2 separate regions of the Sus scrofa genome follow, and region 2 is linked to region 1. Evidence: chromatin contacts called from public Hi-C data. All regions are on one chromosome and are shown on one strand. The core of a region is the stretch at or near the end of the contact, and the rest is flanking DNA. Distances in the headings are between cores, read along the strand shown.

Region 1 (3,926 bases), core at 407-2,906:
TTGCACGTGCGCCAAGTTTGTTTTCTGCCGAGTTCAGCCGTTCAGTGGTCTGCAACACACACCCTCATCAACACTGGCTGGGGCCAGTCTTCTTCAGGGCAGCCTTTCTAGAAGGCATTCAGCCCATGTCAAGTGCTCTTTCATTTGTGTTCTCTTTCTTTTTCTTTTTCGCCACACCTGCAGCATGCGCAAGTTCCCCGGCTAGGGATCGAACCCATACCATAGTGGTGACAGCGCTGGATCCTTGACACAGTGAGCCACCAGGGACCCCTGTGTTCTCTGTTTCAGACGTGGTGTCCTCATGTGGCCACTAGACAGCACCCAGCCCCCCCCCCCCGCCCCCGTCTGTAGTGCCCTCCCCCAAACGGCTAAGGTCTACGATGAAGTCACTCAGAAATGGAAAGAGTTGAGAAGCGTGGCCATAGGACGGAGTAGTTGTATGACCCGAATCTAATAAAAAGCTTTTGGGCTTTTATGTATATGGTTAACATTTTTTCCCTAGAAACTCATTTTTACTGTATTTTACAAAATGATGGGTCTATAACAGATGGAAAGGTTTTAAAACTGCTGGGCTCCAGACACTTTGGCAGCTGACCCTGAACGCTGGAGAGCTCAGGGCTCTGCCTCATCGCTTCTGTACCCACATTCACGCCCTGGCAGTCTTGTCCAGCTGCTGCTTTAAGCCTTGCTGCATCAACCCACACCCCTTGGGTATGTCACCTCACCCCTGAACCCGAGTCAGGTCTTTCTGTGATTTCCACTTGGATGTCCTATCAGCTTCTTAAACGTCTCAATTCCGAGTCTCTCTAAACCTGGTCTGTCGGCTGCCTTCCCATCTCAGCCGGCTCCTTCCAGACACCCCCTTCCCAGGAACCTGGCCGTCATCCAAGATTCCTCTTTCTCTCACACCCACAGCCCCCCTACAGCAAATCCAGGGGCTCCACTGCAGCCAGAACCCACTCCTTCGCATCTCCTCCCCTCCCCTGCTTCCACCCTGCTGCGCCGGGTCTCTCTCCGCGCAGTCACCGCTCTCCCGCGTGGCCCACCGCCCCCTGCGGACTCTGGACGTCTCCAGCCACCCGGGCCTCCTTGTGGCTCCGACGCGCCAGGCACACACCCCCATGCGGGGCCCCTCGATGTGCTCCCATTTCCTTTCCTGGCCACCCCGCCCGCCAGCCCCCACCAGAGGCTCAGATCGCCGTCTACCGCTTGACTTGGGCGCGCAGCCATCCCCGCTCAGCCAGTCGCCCAAACACTCTCCTTCTCCAGCTTTACCCCCGCTGCCGCTCGCCGGGACCCCGGCCCTGGAACGCCCCGGCTCCTCGCGGGGCCTCTACCCAGTTCAGGCACTCGCACTCGCCGGGGCGGCGCGGCGCCTGCCCTCAAACTGTCTGCGAATGACTCCAACCCCCGCACGCCCTTAGCAGAGCCCGGCAGTAAGACGGCGGGAGGAGACCGCGTCCCGGGCCGCGGGCACCACACGGGCCCAAGCCCGGCGTCGGCGCAGAGGTTCTGGAGGCTGCGGGAGGCCCCCTGGGCGGAGGCGGGCCGGGGAGCTGCGAGCGGCGCCCGCTGGGGCCTGGCTGGCGGGGTGGGGGAGGCCAGCGCCGAGGGGGCGGGGCTCCAGGGAGGGGCCCCTGGGTGGCCCCGGAGTGGGCGGGCTTCGCGCGGCAGGCCCCGCCCCGCCCGGCGCGGGCGCAAGGGAGGCGTCGCCGCCAGTTCCCAAGGAAACCGGATTCAACAGTTCGTGCACCTCCGTGTCGGGAGGCCTCCCGGCCCCTCCGCCGGCATGTGTGCCGCCGAGGTGGACCATCGCGTCGCCGAGCGATACCTGCTCAAGCGGAGGCTCGGGAAGGGGGTGAGTCGGGGAAGCGCCCGGGCATCCCCCGGACCGGGTCACCTGCAGGGCGTGGACAGGACCAGTCTGAGGACGGTTGCCTTCCCCAGGGCCAGGGTCTCCTGGGCTTGAGTCTTGCCTCCTCCACGAGCTGCTGGTGCGGCCTTGGGCAAGTCCCGGAGCGCCTTGGTGCCTGTCTCCTATGTCAGGGTCCTATCCGTGTCTACTCCCAGGGAGCTTGTTACCTGGCTTTGGGAGGCAAGTGACAGCCAGGCCTCCAGCAGTCTCGGGTGTGGTTCCAGTGCCCCATCCACCCGCGGTCCCCACCCACTGACCTCGGCTCCCAGGCTGCCACTCCCAGAGCCCACAGGATGCTCAGGGAGGCCAGCACACCCACCCCAGCTGTGCAGCGGCAGATGCCAGGGCCTCTGCAGTAGAAGGGCCTGAGCCGGTAAATGGGTGGGCATGGAGTGGGGGCCAGAACCCTGCACGTTTGTGGGTTCCCCCCCACCACAGCACCCACTGCACCTGGGCCAGGGACTGAATCCAAGCTGCAGCTGTGACCTACACAGCAATGGCCATGCTGGATCCTTAACTGACTGTGCCGCAGTGGGAACTCCCCCACGTGCATTTGTGATTGTGTGAGAGGATGTGGGATTGTGTGTGAGAGTGAGCTGTGTGACTTGGTGTGTGCAAGTGTGTAATGGGGGAGGGGAGAAAGGGCTTCCAGATGGTGCAAACAGCCGTGCAGAGGCCCCGAGACAAAGACCTGCTGGGCCTTCGGGGAAGAAAAATTGATGTGCCAGGGTAGGAAGGATGGTTGGATCATGTGGGGCTTTGGGGAGCTGCCAGGGCTTTGGCTCCTACTGTGAGTGACATGGGGAGGGGTAGCCGCCTTTGGCAGCACTTTGCAAGGCTCGGCCCGCCCACTCTGTTAAGGAGGAGCAGCAGGAGCTTAGAGGTCAGTGCAGCGACGCAGGCAAGAGGCGTGAGAGGCACAGACCAGGGCACCAGGGCGAGGGCAGCAACGATGGTACGAAGCCACTGGATTCTGATGAATTCTGTAGGTGGAGCCAACAGGATGTGCTGACAGGCTGGATGGGCTCGATGGGAGAGGGATTTGGGTGCCCGGAAGGTGAAAGGCTGTCTGGAGAAGGGTCAGGCCCCAGTTCTTGCCCAGAAACTCCCTGCCATCTGTGACCTCGCTTCCTCCTGGGGACGTCACCAGATGCCCCTTGCTTCCTCTCCACTCCTCTGGAAGCTGCCCGCCTTCCCCAGGAGCAGGCTGGCAGCCTGCACCCGCAGGCACCTTGCCCTCAGCACACCGCCTCCCCTCCTAGAAGCCAGAGTGGGAAGGAGGAGGCTGGTGCCTGCAGGGGGCGGCCTGGGAGCGAGGGGATGGCCCCGAGCCGGCAGGCTGACTCCCTCCGTCCTTCCCAGGCCTACGGCATTGTGTGGAAGGCACTGGATCGGAGGACCGGCGAGGTTGTGGCCATCAAAAAAATCTTTGATGCCTTCAGGAATAAGACAGATGCCCAGGTAAGTGAGAAAGGATGAAGCCGGCTGAGGGCAACCCCTGCAGCCTTGTATCTGGACGATTCAGCTTGTTTCTGACGCTTCTCAGAGCTCTGCCCTCCTCCATCCCTGGCCCGGGGGGTGTGGGTGGCGAGCATCAGTCCCGGGGGATCCGCCTTGCTCCGCACCCACACGCCTGTTTCTGTCTCGTTCCAGAGGACCTTCCGGGAAATCATGCTGCTTCAGGTGAGCGGCCGAGGCCATCCGCCGCCTTCCCCAGATGCTGCCTCTCCAAATAAGGGGGAGCCTGGTCTCTTGACCCCCAGAGCACAGCCCCCTGCTCTCTCCCCAGGAGTTTGGGGACCATCCCAACATCGTCCGCCTCCTGGACGTGATCCAGGCAGAGAATGACCGGGACATTTACCTGGTGTTCGAGTCCATGGGTGAGTGAGGCCCCACTCAGACCCCAGCCCAGGATTCCCACGCCTGGCTCCCAAGGTGGCCAGCGGGCTCAGCCTGGGCCTTGTCTCTGTGCCTAAGGAAAAACAGCTGGAGAGTGTCAGCCCGAATGCCT
Region 2 (3,926 bases), core at 380-2,879, 54 kb before region 1:
TTCCTACCTCTGACTCCCGGATAGCCCAGCCCCACTCAAAAGTGCCAACCTGTGCTGCTGGCAGGAAGGGGGTCCCTTGGACTCCAAGGCTCAGGGCCCACACTGTAGCTGCCCCCATCACCCCGCCCCAGGCCCAGCCAGCTGCACTGTTTGTGCTGCAACGCTCTGGCCATCAGCATCTGTTCTGCTGGTCCGTGGTACCCGGTCTATGTGCCCTGACCGCCAGGCACCTGGGTCTCCTTCCCTAGAGCGACGCCAGCACTGGCCCTGCGTCTGCGCACACCTGGAGATGGGAGTCGGGGGACCTGAGGCTCCCAGTCAGAGAGAGGAGCTGGGCATCTGTGTCTCCCCGATGCGTGTACCTCACACACACACACACACGCACACGTCGCCCTGCTGTCCACTCCGCACTCATGCCTATCATCTTAAAACACAGGCACAAAACCAGGGCTTATGTCAGCAGTTCTTGCCTAAGGCCCCTGAAAACTGACACCAGAGCGGAGCAACCACCTCCGAAAACCCTCCTTCGCAGAAACACTGGTCAAGCGCTGTGCCCACCTGCACTGAACCCTGCAGGCAGCCTCACCCAGCTCCCCAGGAGCGGAGTCAAGGGAGCCGGCCTCACGGCAGCCTCCTCCAAGGAAGGGAACCCCCACTCTGCCCAGGGTCCCGCGAAGCCCGCGGCAGCCACTCCAGGGTGAGGAGTCGAGGCCCAGGACACTGACTTCGCTGCAGAGCTGGCAGAGAGCACCTGCTCCCTGGAGTCTGCGTGCCAGGCTTTCTCAGCGCACGCCCGCCGCCAGAGCTGGGGGGCGGGGGTCGCTCCACATCGCCTCCAGCCCGGACCACCTTATCCGCGTGAAGACCCTCGATCACAGAGAAGACCGTGAATCTCTTCTGAGTCACCCAGCAATCGCGTTTTAATTCTTTCCCGCGTTCGCTAGCTGTCGAGGTTCCCGGACAGTTGGGCCGGGGTCCGACCCCGAGACCCAGCGCGGGCATGCAGGAGGCGCTCAATAAACGCGGACAAAGGAAGGAGAGCAAGAGCTACTGGCGCGGGCCACAGCTGGACACACATTCCTGTCACCCACGGCGTGAGGGGCTCGCGCTGCTGGGCATTCCCGCAGCCGCCCTCCTGCCGCAGGGGTCCGGCCGCACGTGGTCCGAGGGCCCCGCCCCTCTGCGCTCCCTGCTCGCCCGCACTTGGCCGCGCGCCCCGGTGACCGCTTGCCCGCTGCACTGCGGCCGGGTCCCCCGGCGCAGTGCGGACCGCCCCTCCCAGGGCCCTGGCGGCGCGAGCCGCGGTACTCACACGCCAGCCAAGGACAAGGACGCGGCGACCAAAGAGGAAGGCTCGGCAACGCTGGACGGCAGAGGAAAAGGAGGACCGCGCGGGCCGCGCACGGGAAATGAAGCAGCGGACTCTACCACGCACCGGGACGCGGGGGAAGAGGCTCGCGTGCACGCCCCGCCGCGCTGCCGGAGCCCCCCGCGCGACGCTCCCCGTGGGTGCGAAGACAGAAGCCAGTAGGAGACCACCGCAGGGCTCGCTCCTTCCGGGAGACGCTGCAGCAAACAGCCGAGGACGGCGCCCTCCCCGCCCGCCCCCCTCCGCCGCCGCTCGGGTGGACTCGGCGGGCCGGGGCGGGGCCGACGGGCCAACACGCGCCCGGTGACGCGCGGGGTGGGGCGGGGCCGGGCCGGGTCAGCGCGCCTGCGCGCGCCGAGCGGGCCAGACAAAGGGGAGGGCCCCGCCGGCCCCGCCCCCGGAGCCCCGCCCCGCGCGGCCGGCCGGGCGGGCGTATGGCCCCGGCTCCCGCGCCCCCGCTGCCGCTGCTGCCTCTGCCGCCGCCGCCGCCGCCGCTGCCGCCCGTACCATGTACCCCGCGGGCCCCCCTGCCTGCTCGGCCCCGCGGCGCGGCCGCCGCCCCCCGCCCGGGCGCCCCACGCAGCCTCTGCGGACCCCCACGCCTGCCCTGGTCCCCGCCGCGCGGCCGCCGCCCCCCGCGGCGGGGCCGCGGCCCCGCGGGGCAGTGAAGATGGCCTTCCGCAAGGCCTACTCTATTAAGGACAAGCTGCAGGCCATCGAGCGCGTCAAGGGCGGCGAGCGGCAGGCCAGCGTGTGCCGCGACTTCGGCGTGCCCGGCGGCACGCTGCGCGGCTGGCTCAAGGACGAGCCCAAGCTGCGCTGGTTCCTAGAGCAGCTGGGCGGCGAGGTGGGCACGCAGCGCAAGAAGATGCGCCTGGCCAACGAGGAGGAGATCGACCGCGCCGTCTACTCGTGGTTCCTGGCGCTGCGCCAGCATGGCGTGCCGCTCTCAGGGCCGCTGATCCAGGCGCAGGCCGAGGCCTTCGCGCGCCAGATCTACGGGCCCGAGTGCACCTTCAAGGCCAGCCACGGCTGGTTCTGGCGCTGGCAGAAGCGCCACGGCATCTCCAGCCAGCGCATCTACGGCGAGGCCGAGCCCCCGGCCGCCGGTCCCGCGCCCGGCCCGCCTGTCAAGCAGGAGCCGGTGCAGCACCCCCGCGCCGGCCCCCTGCCCCATCGCGTCCTGAACGCCCCGGCCCCCGCCGAGGGTGGCTACGGCGACGAGCAGATCTACAATGCCAACGTCACCGGCCTCTACTGGAAGCTGCTTCCGGAGCAGGCCTCGCCCCTGGGCGCGGGGGGCTGCGGCCGTCGCTGGAGGGGCGACCGGGTGACGGTGCTGCTGGCCGCTAACCTGACCGGCAGCCACAAGTTGAAGCCACTGGTCATCGGGCAGCTGCCGGACCCACCCAGCCTGCGCCACCACAACCAGGACAAGTTCCCTGCCTCCTACCGCTACAGCCCAGACGCCTGGCTCAGCCGCCCTTTGCTGCGGGGCTGGTTCTTCGAGGAGTTCGTCCCCGGGGTCAGGCGCTACCTGCGCCGCAGCTGCCTGCAGCAGAAGGCTGTCCTGCTGGTCGCCCACCCGCCTTGCCCCAGCCCAACTTCGAGGATGCCCGCCCTGGAGGATAGTGACGAGACCCCCAGGAGGTGCCGACCTGAGCCGCAGGGACCCCCGGAGGAGCTGCAGACCCCCGACGGGGCTGTGCGGGTGCTGTTCCTGTCCAGGGGCAGCAGCCGGGCACACATCCCTGCGCCCCTGGAGCAGGGCGTGGTGGCCGCCTTCAAACAGCTGTACAAGCGGGAGCTGCTGCGGCTGGCCGTGTCCTGCGCCGGGGGCTCCCCCCTGGACTTCATGCGCAGCTTCATGCTCAAGGACATGCTCTACCTGGCCGGCCTCTCCTGGGACCTGGTGCAGGCGGGCAGCATTGAGCGCTGCTGGCTGCTGGGCTTGCGAGCCGCCTTTGAGCCCCGGCCGGTGGAGGAGCGCGCAGGGCAGCCAGCTGGCCAGGCCGAGGAGGTGCTCAGCGACCTCACGCACCTGGCGGCCCTGGCCTACAAGCGCCTGGCCCCTGAGGAGGTGGCCGAGTGGCTGCACCTGGACGATGACGGCGGGCTGCCCGACGGCTGCAGGGAGGACTCCGGCCCCAGCCGTCCTCCCGTGCTGGTCCCGGGAGCCCCTCCCACCCCGGGCAGCCCGCCCCCCGTCGTGGCGGGTGGAGAGGAGGAGGAGGAGGAGGCCACCGTGCCCACGGCTGGGGAGGCTGTGCGCGGTCTGGAGACGGCGCTGCGATGGCTGGAGAGCCGGGACCCTCAGGAGGTAGGGCCGCTGAAGCTGGTGCAGCTTCGCTCCCTGATCAGCATGGCCCGGAGGCTGGGGGGCATCGGGCCCTCTCCTGCGGTCCCTGACGATGGGGTGTGACCAGGCCAGCCCCAGCAGCCCCCGCTGGCCTTTCTCCTGCTGCACTCGGAGGGAGCGGCCACACAAAGCCTCTCCTCTCTTCTCCGCTCCTCGGGGGTGGCCCGCCCCATGGCTTAGGGGTTTGCCGGGATCCCA

The links. Hi-C and Micro-C count contacts between places; a contact is called where the count stands out from the background.
Region 2: a Hi-C map of epiblast stem cells shows a contact between it and region 1, with 1.8 times the contacts expected there. The contact joins the promoter of EEF1D here to the promoter of MAPK15 in region 1. A contact is called at or near these places in 2 of 47 Hi-C or Micro-C datasets (epiblast stem cells and liver).

What each region holds. Positions count from the first base shown.
Region 1 is chr4:913,267-917,192 of Sscrofa11.1, reverse strand. MAPK15 (mitogen-activated protein kinase 15) reads left to right here and starts at 1,656. Exons shown (of 13, transcript XM_021090469.1): 1 at 1,656-1,858; 2 at 3,278-3,376; 3 at 3,569-3,598; 4 at 3,705-3,795. The coding sequence starts at 1,790.
Region 2 is chr4:967,235-971,160 of Sscrofa11.1, reverse strand. EEF1D (elongation factor 1-delta) reads right to left here and starts at 1,629. Exons shown (of 8, transcript XM_021090459.1): 1 at 1,313-1,629. It overlaps TIGD5 (tigger transposable element-derived protein 5), which reads left to right and starts at 1,770. Exons shown (of 1, transcript XM_021090462.1): 1 at 1,770-3,926. The coding sequence starts at 1,878. The coding sequence ends at 3,791.